2 separate regions of the Pan troglodytes genome follow, and region 2 is linked to region 1. The links are chromatin contacts, called in public Hi-C maps. All regions are on one chromosome and are shown on one strand. Each heading gives the region's core, a stretch centred on a gene start, on an enhancer-like site or on the middle of the called end of the contact. The rest is flanking DNA. Distances are from core to core; before and after follow the strand shown.

The links. Hi-C and Micro-C count contacts between places; a contact is called where the count stands out from the background.
Region 2: a contact with region 1 is called in a Hi-C map of induced pluripotent stem cells, with 1.9 times the contacts expected there. The contact joins two enhancer-like sites. A contact is called at or near these places in 2 of 7 Hi-C or Micro-C datasets (induced pluripotent stem cells and stem cell-derived neural progenitor cells) and 1 of 1 datasets of contacts at active chromatin or transcription factors (stem cell-derived excitatory neurons).

The regions. Positions count from the first base shown.
Region 1 is chr6:54,822,884-54,827,304 of NHGRI_mPanTro3-v2.0_pri, forward strand. No RefSeq gene overlaps it. Among named protein-coding and RNA genes, the nearest start is that of VWC2, 780 kb to the right of the region's middle. Within about 2 kb of position 2,433, at least 1 of the 24 cell types and tissues checked has an H3K27ac peak or open chromatin away from gene starts, as enhancers often do. A contact at or near this core is called in induced pluripotent stem cells, where this site is marked.
Region 2 is chr6:55,617,106-55,621,401 of NHGRI_mPanTro3-v2.0_pri, forward strand. The region is part of intron 1 of VWC2 (von Willebrand factor C domain containing 2); the gene reads left to right. Among named protein-coding and RNA genes, the nearest start is that of VWC2, 16 kb to the left of the region's middle. Within about 2 kb of position 2,031, at least 2 of the 24 cell types and tissues checked have an H3K27ac peak or open chromatin away from gene starts, as enhancers often do. A contact at or near this core is called in induced pluripotent stem cells, where this site is marked.

The DNA of each region.
Region 1 (4,421 bases), core at 1,183-3,682:
AACATATTTTTGATGTTAACCAATCTATTTATGCACACTTTCATTTGTTAGGTTTATATAATCTTGCCTTTTCCAAACTGCATTCACTCATCTCATTTTCAGTTATAATGCAATATTTCTGTGGCAATACTATGAAGCTTCCAATGAAGAGTTACGTTGTCCTCCTCCCCGGTCAAACCCTCCTGGGACCCACTTACTGTGTTAGAATCTACTGTCAATTTTCCAATCAACAATGATCAGGAAAACACATAAACTAGAGGACATCTTGTTCTACTCAACAATGCTGGAGAGCTAGATATAAACCACGAAAGAGTTCTGAAACAAGGTACGTGGTAGAAGATGGACGTTTGTTCATTTGTTGCCTCTCAAAGAGTGTCAAATAGGGAGCAGCAGACTTAGAGGGTGTGTCTTTATCTAGCTTCCAATCCCCACTGCTGAAGAGTGAATATAAGAAACATTTCTGGAATTATGGTACAGATTCCTGAATCTCCTCGGCAGGTGAGAAGCTTGAAATGTCATCTGAAGAGCAGGCACCAAGGCATTGCCCAGCAGCTGTGCCTGGAAGCTGCTGCCCACTTGTCCCCTACACCTGCAAGGTGGGGGGCACAACATGATCTGAAGCCACACTCAGACATCAGTGGTCACGATGTCAGACTGACTCAAATGATGGCCAGGGAACCTCTCTAGTCCCTCATTTGTTTGTAGCTGTCACTGCAGTCTGGTCATCTAGTAAAGACCACAGCAGCCAAATATGCAACTTGTGCTGCTGCTCTGAGTCTCATTTTGTGACAGTCACTTTATTCCCCACAAAACTCAGAAGCCCCATAATATGAAAGCATCTCTAAAAGAGGTAAAAGAGGAAACCCTTGAGAAGGGGAAGAAATCCGTGAGAAGCAGGTTTTGAATTGGACAGTGATTGAGATAATGATACTTGAATTTGAGTTAAGAATTACAGAACAAGACAAAGTGTACCAGATTAGACTAAATTAAGTTTTCCACTATTAGTAAAATTGGTGCTCTGGAGCTAGAATAATCTTGCTTTTATAATTTTTTAAAAGTTCCTGGATTTGTGGAATGCAGCACTAGTGAAACTTCATATTCTTTAGATATATGAATATTCACACAATCTTGATGAAGTGGACAGATAAATTATCATTATTATCATTTAGAAATGAATAATTTGAGCTTCAAAGGAACTGGGTTTGCCTTGAAAACCACAGTCTACTCATTTCAAAACCAGCGTTTGTCCTATTCCTCTGATAGACCTTCCAAATATTCACCAAGTACACTATGCTTAATCATGGCAGAGAATACATGTGTCACACTTCTTTAGGATTGGGAAAACTTTTCATAACAATTACTATTTAATTGCATTTATAATAAACTTTGCAAATCAAATTTTCATTATATAATATCCCAGCCAGAGGCCTTGCCCTCAAAAAGAATATAGGTTGATAAGGTAAAGGAGATGTCAGTGTCTTAAGTAACTAAAAGATTTGAAGAAAATTCGGAGTGGTAATAAATTTATAAGGATTTTCTCAGAGGGCACTAAACACTTTTCAATACAACAGAACACAGAGGTACCACACCAACTCACCCAGCCCCACCCTTTCTCTCAGGAGGAAGCAGGAGGGCGTGAGTGACTGCCAAGAGCAAGACCCCAGACCAGAGCTGCAGGACTGAGGCAGGGGCAAGGTGTCCTGGGCAAAGCAGGACACTGTTATGGAAAAATACAAACCCGACTAAGGTTTTACCTTTAGTGAAATGTTTAACGCAGCTTCTAATGACTTTATGTAGACTATCACGTTGACAATACCCCTTTATTTTTTGGTTCATGATAATTTTGAAAAATAGTAAGAGTAACAGATTTTTTTTAAGTTTTTGCCTAAAATGGATGAGATTGAAACATTAAAAAATAAATCTTCCAAAACACATTTACGTGAAAAATCACATTTGCTTTAGTATATAATTTCCTCTGTTTATATGGTAAGAAAAAAGGCACTGGAAACTCTAAAAAGTGTGTATAGCATTAGCTTATTATACCTCACAGTTACGAACATTTATTGAATTCTCACTGTGTACAATTCATGTGGTTAGAAGTCTGCATATTTGCAAAAAATTAAGATAACACGTGTTTTGTTCTCAAAGGATTTGTAAAACAGTGGAGGTGATAGATAATTCAGCAAGGATATCAAACTAAACACAGAGGTAGAAGAAAGATAAAGTGTTTAACACTGAATATGATAATGTAGGCCTGCTTTATTGAAGCAGTATCATTTAGGTCATTTTGGTATGTGTGTCAGTTATCCATGTTTTGCCTTTCAGCTCTAAATCCTTTGCCCTGCTTTGGGACACTTGGAGCTGGACCCTGTGAACAATTCTCCTTTAACAGCTGGCAGAATGCTAAACATTGTCAGTAGAGGGTGCTGGAGAGACACTGTCCCAGGAAGATGCTGTCTTCTGGGTTCTGGTGTGCTTCCCCCATCCTGCTCCTGTGGTGCCTGACTGACAGCTCCTTGCATTGCACCCAGCGGCAACTGTCCTCACCCAGGTAAAGGCTTCACAGCAAGTTTCACTTTTCAGTACAAAAAAGTGGATGGCTTCCCAGAGTCTTGCTGGTCACCGAATGACTGGTTTTCTGCTTGCCATTTTGGCCTGGGCCACTTCTGTGAAACCCTCTACCATCCAGCTGGTCATAGCCACACTCTCTTCAACCTGACCTGCATGACACCCTGAGAGGGTGGGAACTCTTATCCAGGTTTGTTCCTTCTTTGGGGTTCACTCCAAATTCCTGCCAACTCATTTCTATTTGTGTGAGGAATTCTGATTTATGTCTATTTGCAGTCATCATTACTTTTCTGATATCTATCCTATTTATTTTATTCTGAAAATCCCAAACAATCCCAGGATGTTTTATAACTAAAAAGCAACCAGCTCAACATTGCTGTTGAGACAGAGGGGTGCCAATTCAAGCCATCCCTCCCAGGATCAGATGGCTTGTCCTAATGACCCATTGACACTATTGGGGTGTTGACTACACATTTTCTCCTGTGTATATCTATTTATTTCTAACTGCACTACTGTATGTAGTACTATAAACTGTGCAAAGATGATGTTTTCAGGGAAATGGGAACACGGAAGAGGATGCAGCAGGAACATTGGAGCCAGTTAACCTGCATTTGAACCCTTGGCCTGAGCTTTGCTGATTATGTTTTTGATCAACTTAATTTTTCTGAAGATTAGTTTTATGAAATATGTAACCACACTCCCTTACTTGCCTTATCTCTGTCTTTCCAAGCTCCTCTAAATGACATAATTTTGTCTCTCCTTTAAAACTATAGGTTGGTATTGCCATTTTTGCCATTACTTTCAACAGCAAAAACTGTAAATACTTTTAACAATTATAATCAAATCCCTAAGCTAATTTTGATCAGGCAGAAATGGATGAGTCAATTCTACCTATTGATGATTTGCAGCATTCTTTACATAGGTTTCATTGTGTACTTAGGAGAATTCTAAGTACCCATTTACCCTGCTTTGACACTCAGGAGTATTTTAAAAGAATATTTATTTATTATAAACATTAAACCCATATAAAATTAGAGACAAGGGTATAATTGAAGCTCTGTTAACTCACAACCTGCAACTTATAGTTGTTAAAATTTTAGTATATTTCTTTTATCCTTTTGGATTTATTTATTGTTATTGCTAAAAATTTTTAAGGTAGATTATATGTATTATAATGTTTTGCTCTTAAATAATTCAACATTCATCTACAAAAAATGAGGACATTTTCTAACACAACCATAATGCCATTATCACAACTGACAAAACTGCAATTAATCTTTACTAATGTCTAATATCCAACCAGTTTTCACATTTCACATCAAAATAAATATCTTTATTAGAAATAAGAAGGTATATAGGCCCACCCCAGTGAATTTTTCTGTTAAATTTTTTTTAAACAGGAATATATTCTTTCTGTGCTTTTATATGTACTTTCTCATGATGTAAACTTGAAGAAGGCAGTTTTAGTCAATTTTTCTCATGGGGGCATTTATCATGTTCCTCTATCCTTTTAATTTTAGATACAGTATAAATGAGCTCTAAATGCTTTTTAGGATAAATTTGATTTTTTTTTTTGCAAGAATATAGTATAGAGAGTGTTGGGAATGTTAGTTAGCCATGAACTCTTTATTACACCAAACATCAGTTAATTTCTTGAAGATTGGCTTTTGAAGGAAGTTCAAGGAAACAGTATATGATGACTTCTAAATTAAAATAAAAATAAAAGTCAGTTATCTCAATCATACTCTTTTTTTATTACACTTTAAGTTTTAGGGTACATGTGCACAATGTGCAGGTTTGTTACATATGTATACATGTGCCATATTGGTGTGCTGCACCCATTAACTTGTCAT
Region 2 (4,296 bases), core at 781-3,280, 790 kb after region 1:
GTGTGGGCGTGTGTGTGTGAGAGTGTGTGAGCGAGTGTGGGTGTGTGTGCGTGAGTGTGGGTGTAGGTGTGTGTGTGTGTGGGTGCATGTGAGTGTATATGTGACTGTGTGTGTGTGAGTGTGAGTGTGTGTATGAAGTAGGCATAGTGGTTTCATTGTATTAACATTTCCCCCCATTGGCCACAGTCCCCACCACTCCTTATTACACACTTAGTTCGTGGCCTCATTTTCTTACTTGACTGGTCCCTGAAGAAATTTGAATTTGTCATCCCTGAGAGAACTAATCCCCATGTCACACTTGTCTTTTAAAAGTCTATTCTTAGGAAGACATTATTTTAGTCATTTATATATTAAGTAAAAATTAAGCTCTCTGTTTTTCTCCCAAGGATTACTTAGCTGTAACTCTTTAATTCTAAAACAAAAGGGTTTTGATCTTCCAATGTTTTTAAAGAAGAGAATATCTTTCAAAATTTGTCAGAGAACCTTCTTCTCTCCCCAAACAGGTGGTCAGATGCAGTTGACATTACTTTCTTTCTCTTATGGGCTTAATTTAGAAATCTATAAATGAGCCAATTATCTACGAAATAATTCTACAAAGATTTCAGCGTCACCCATGCTTCCCAGGTGGGAAGTGAGAAGCCGCTCCCTGCACTGGCCCTGGTGCTCCGGGTGGCCCTACAGCCCCTTGGCTCCTTGCAGAGGCGGGGGTGCAGGCGGCCAGCACGTTTGGCTGCATCCTTTCTGACTGTGTATCTGTTAGGCAAGCTGGCAGATTCCAGACTGCCCATCAGATCTGAACCATCAGCAAAGAAGGAGGTCTTTCTCATTCTCCTCCTAGCTGTTCTGCTGTTTGCAACCAAGTAAATAGGTAGTGTAAACCCTGCCACTAGTTTTTCCCCCGCATAATTGACCTAGCAAGTTCCTGTTGATCTGTATTAATGTGAGGGAATTATTCAGGAGAGGATTTAAAAGATGTTAGTAGACAAGGGTCTTGCCTGAAGCTAAAGCCATAAAGAAGGAAAAGTTGTCTGTGGTGCCCGAGAAGAAAGCTATATTGCCTCAGATTGTCAGGCTGCTGTATTCTTAATCTATTGTGTGGTACGTGGAGTTGTCTTCTTACTGAGACTCAGAAACTGATAGCTTCTGGGGACAGTTATTAATTAAATCCCTTTGTGTGCAAATCTGTTCTCAGACAGTGGAAAGACAAAGAGAACAGAAAAAAAATGCTTTTCTGAATGACACAGGCAGCAGCGTCTCTCTGTCCTTAGTTTCTGTTGCTATAATCCTTGTGGTGGAGGCTGGACGGTAGCTTGTGGATCAACTTCACTTCACATTAGAATTAGCTCTCTTTTTGAGGGAGAAAGTAGAGAGGGGCAGGGAGCTAGGTGGGGAGCCTTTCTGTGCCTGCCTGGATTGATGAAGGGACATCACATGGCAGGGCACCTGCCAGCCCTCAGGGGGTCGGGGACTCAGGCTGCAGGGCCAGAGTCCCCAGGTGGCAAGGGCCCTTCTGCTTGTCAAGTTTGGAGGGAGAATTTGGCCATGTCCTGTGCTAGTTTGATAAGACAGTTTCAGGGAAGAAACCTGAACAAGGACGGGGGCGAAGTTTAGTTCCAGGTGACTGCTGAAAGGAAGACATCATTTTCCAGGTTTCTTATAGGTGGTGAGGAGGGCTGACAGGTGCAGGCAGAGCCACTTGCGCTCCAGGATGCCTGTGGATTCTGAGTACTTATTAATGAAGATTTTCTATCACTGGCCCTGTGGTATGACCAGACTTCAGTTCAGGCAGAGACCTGCCTCAAGAAGTCACCAGACCTGTGGGTGTGTTTTCACTCCATAAAAAGCAGAGTTGAAAGGAATCACTTCAGCATTTTCCTCCAGCTCTGAAATCACACAGTTACAGGTTATCAGAAGCTAGTAAGACTACACTGTATAAATGGAAGGGACTTCGTGACTTGCCTCTACATGCACCCTAAGGGTGTGAGCTGGAAACAGGTTTTCATAAATTGGGCAGCTAGAAAAGGCACTTTCGCCATCTGGTGACAGAACTGTGACAATGATTTGGGGAGGCTGCTTGTCCTGGGCTACGCGGAGAGACTGCTTTGTCATTCATGCCTTTCACTAACTTCTTAATCTGAGGTCATCCAAATAATCATGTAACAGGGTCAAAATGAATACAACAAAAGTGGTATGTGCAGACAGGGAAGTCCTCTTACTTTAGAACATTGCTTTTCCTTCCATGGCTCCCGATATTTGCTGATGGCTGAAAACAGTTGTTCTTGTTAAAGTTTCTGTCTCTGTTGGGATATCCCAGCCTTTTGGGCAGTCAGGAATCTGATCACTTCTGGGAAGTGACTCAGCTTTTCAGGAGTTATCTCCCAAACCTACGGCCATTTTTCTGAGTGCCCCCTCCACCAGCTCCAGGCTGACTCAAGCCAGGGTGGTGGCATCTGACCCCTTGGCTTTGCCCTCATTCCATCCTCCTCCCTTGGGTCCTTCTTTCCAGACAAGAAGATGCTTCGCCTTCCTTTGTTATACATTCTTTCATTCTTCCCACTCTATGATTGAACCTCCAGACTTTGGCTCTCAGTCTGTAAAAATCAAGCTCAAGAAGTACTGATAATGGCCACTGTCTTCCTGGAAAGCCTGGCCCTCATGATTCTTAAAAGCACAGCAATTATGTAGTTACTTGTTCTACTTACTTGTGTCTGCTCTCTAGAAAACCAAGGCTTAGCCTCTTTGTGTAGATGCAGTGGTGGAAGGGCCAAAGGGAAACACTGGTGAGAAAGAAATATACAGGCGTTACTTCAAAATACTGTCCTTCTCTCTGCCATGACTACTAGCACATTTGGCCCTCCACATCCACAGATGCCACATATGCAGGGCCACCTGGAAGGGACCTGAGCATCCTTGAATTTTAGTATCCGAGTTGTTTCCCAGAATCAGTCCCCCAGGGATACCAGCGGACGACTGTAATTCATCCTTGTGGAGTGTCCATCATGAGCCACTCACCGCTGTAAGCACTTTGCCAACAGCAATTTAACCATCCTCATTTTACAGATAAAAAGACTGAGGCACAAGTTTCAGATAACTTGCTCAGGGTCCCACAGTTAATCAGGGGCAGAATTGGGCTTGATTGTCCTCTCCCACTGTGTGCATTTACGCTGCACTAGACACCTTTGATTTTGCACTCCTGTGACCAGGCAGTGACTGCGAGGATTGGTACCACAGCGGGTTCAACAGGTAACTTCCTCCTTCCCCTTTTTAACATGAGGACATGGAAGCTCAGGAAGGAAAAGGGACTGGCTGGGGATGGCGCAGTCCAGTTCTAGAGCTGCTTCTCTTCCTGAGAATTGCTGTACTGTTGCCACATATGCTGTCATTCCTCCTGTTTCCTTGGCCACCCTTCCTACCCTTGCTCTGGAAGCCTCCTGTCCTGGCGGCCAGAGGTATCCCCATCTGCGCTGTGTCCAGCTTTGCATTTTCCCTCGGGCTTGGCTGGAGGAGGCCAGATGTCGGAGTCACTCCACAGCCTCCACCCTGGGGAAGCCTCATGGGGTTTCAGTGGGAGAAGGGAACAAGATGAGATTCCTCCTGTGCATCTCATCTTGGTACTGTGATGTCGGGCAGTCAGGGGCTCGCCTGAGGCTACAGGGCACACTGAGGTATGAGGTCCAGGACCAAGTTTCCCACTACTCATGGCCTACCTGGGTCTCTAGATCTGGGACAACGCTCGTGCTTATTCCTTTACAGTAAAGATGACTGGCAGCTGCTCCCAGAGGCCCTGACAGAACTTTAAATTGGCTAATTATCCCACTCTCTGTCTTTGCTTTCTTATGGAAGAGCTGCAGCCCAGTAAAGCATCACTAAAATCCTCCATCAGATGGCTACTGGTTGGAGGTGATCAGTGGGATTTGGAATATTTCCTGGCATTTTTCAGGTACTTCATAAATGACCTTTGATATGGAACAAATTCATATGTGAGAATTTTAAAAATGTGTGTTTAAAATGTATCAAATACGCCTAAATAATATGCAGACTCTGTCCAGGCATCACTGGATGCCACTTTTTTGTCACACTTGTTTCTAACCCTCTTTTTTTTTAATGAAATGGAAGTGTACAGATAGAAACAAACCTGCCCTCTCATTCATCCCATCCTGTCCCCTTTCCTTTCTGTTCAGAAGTAGCTGGTGCAGTGAAGTTGCTACATATATTCCTGCACTGATTTTCTTATTTTATTCATGAGCCTGTATCTGTAAGCAACACCTGTGTGTACATGTGTTTTCAAAGACTGAC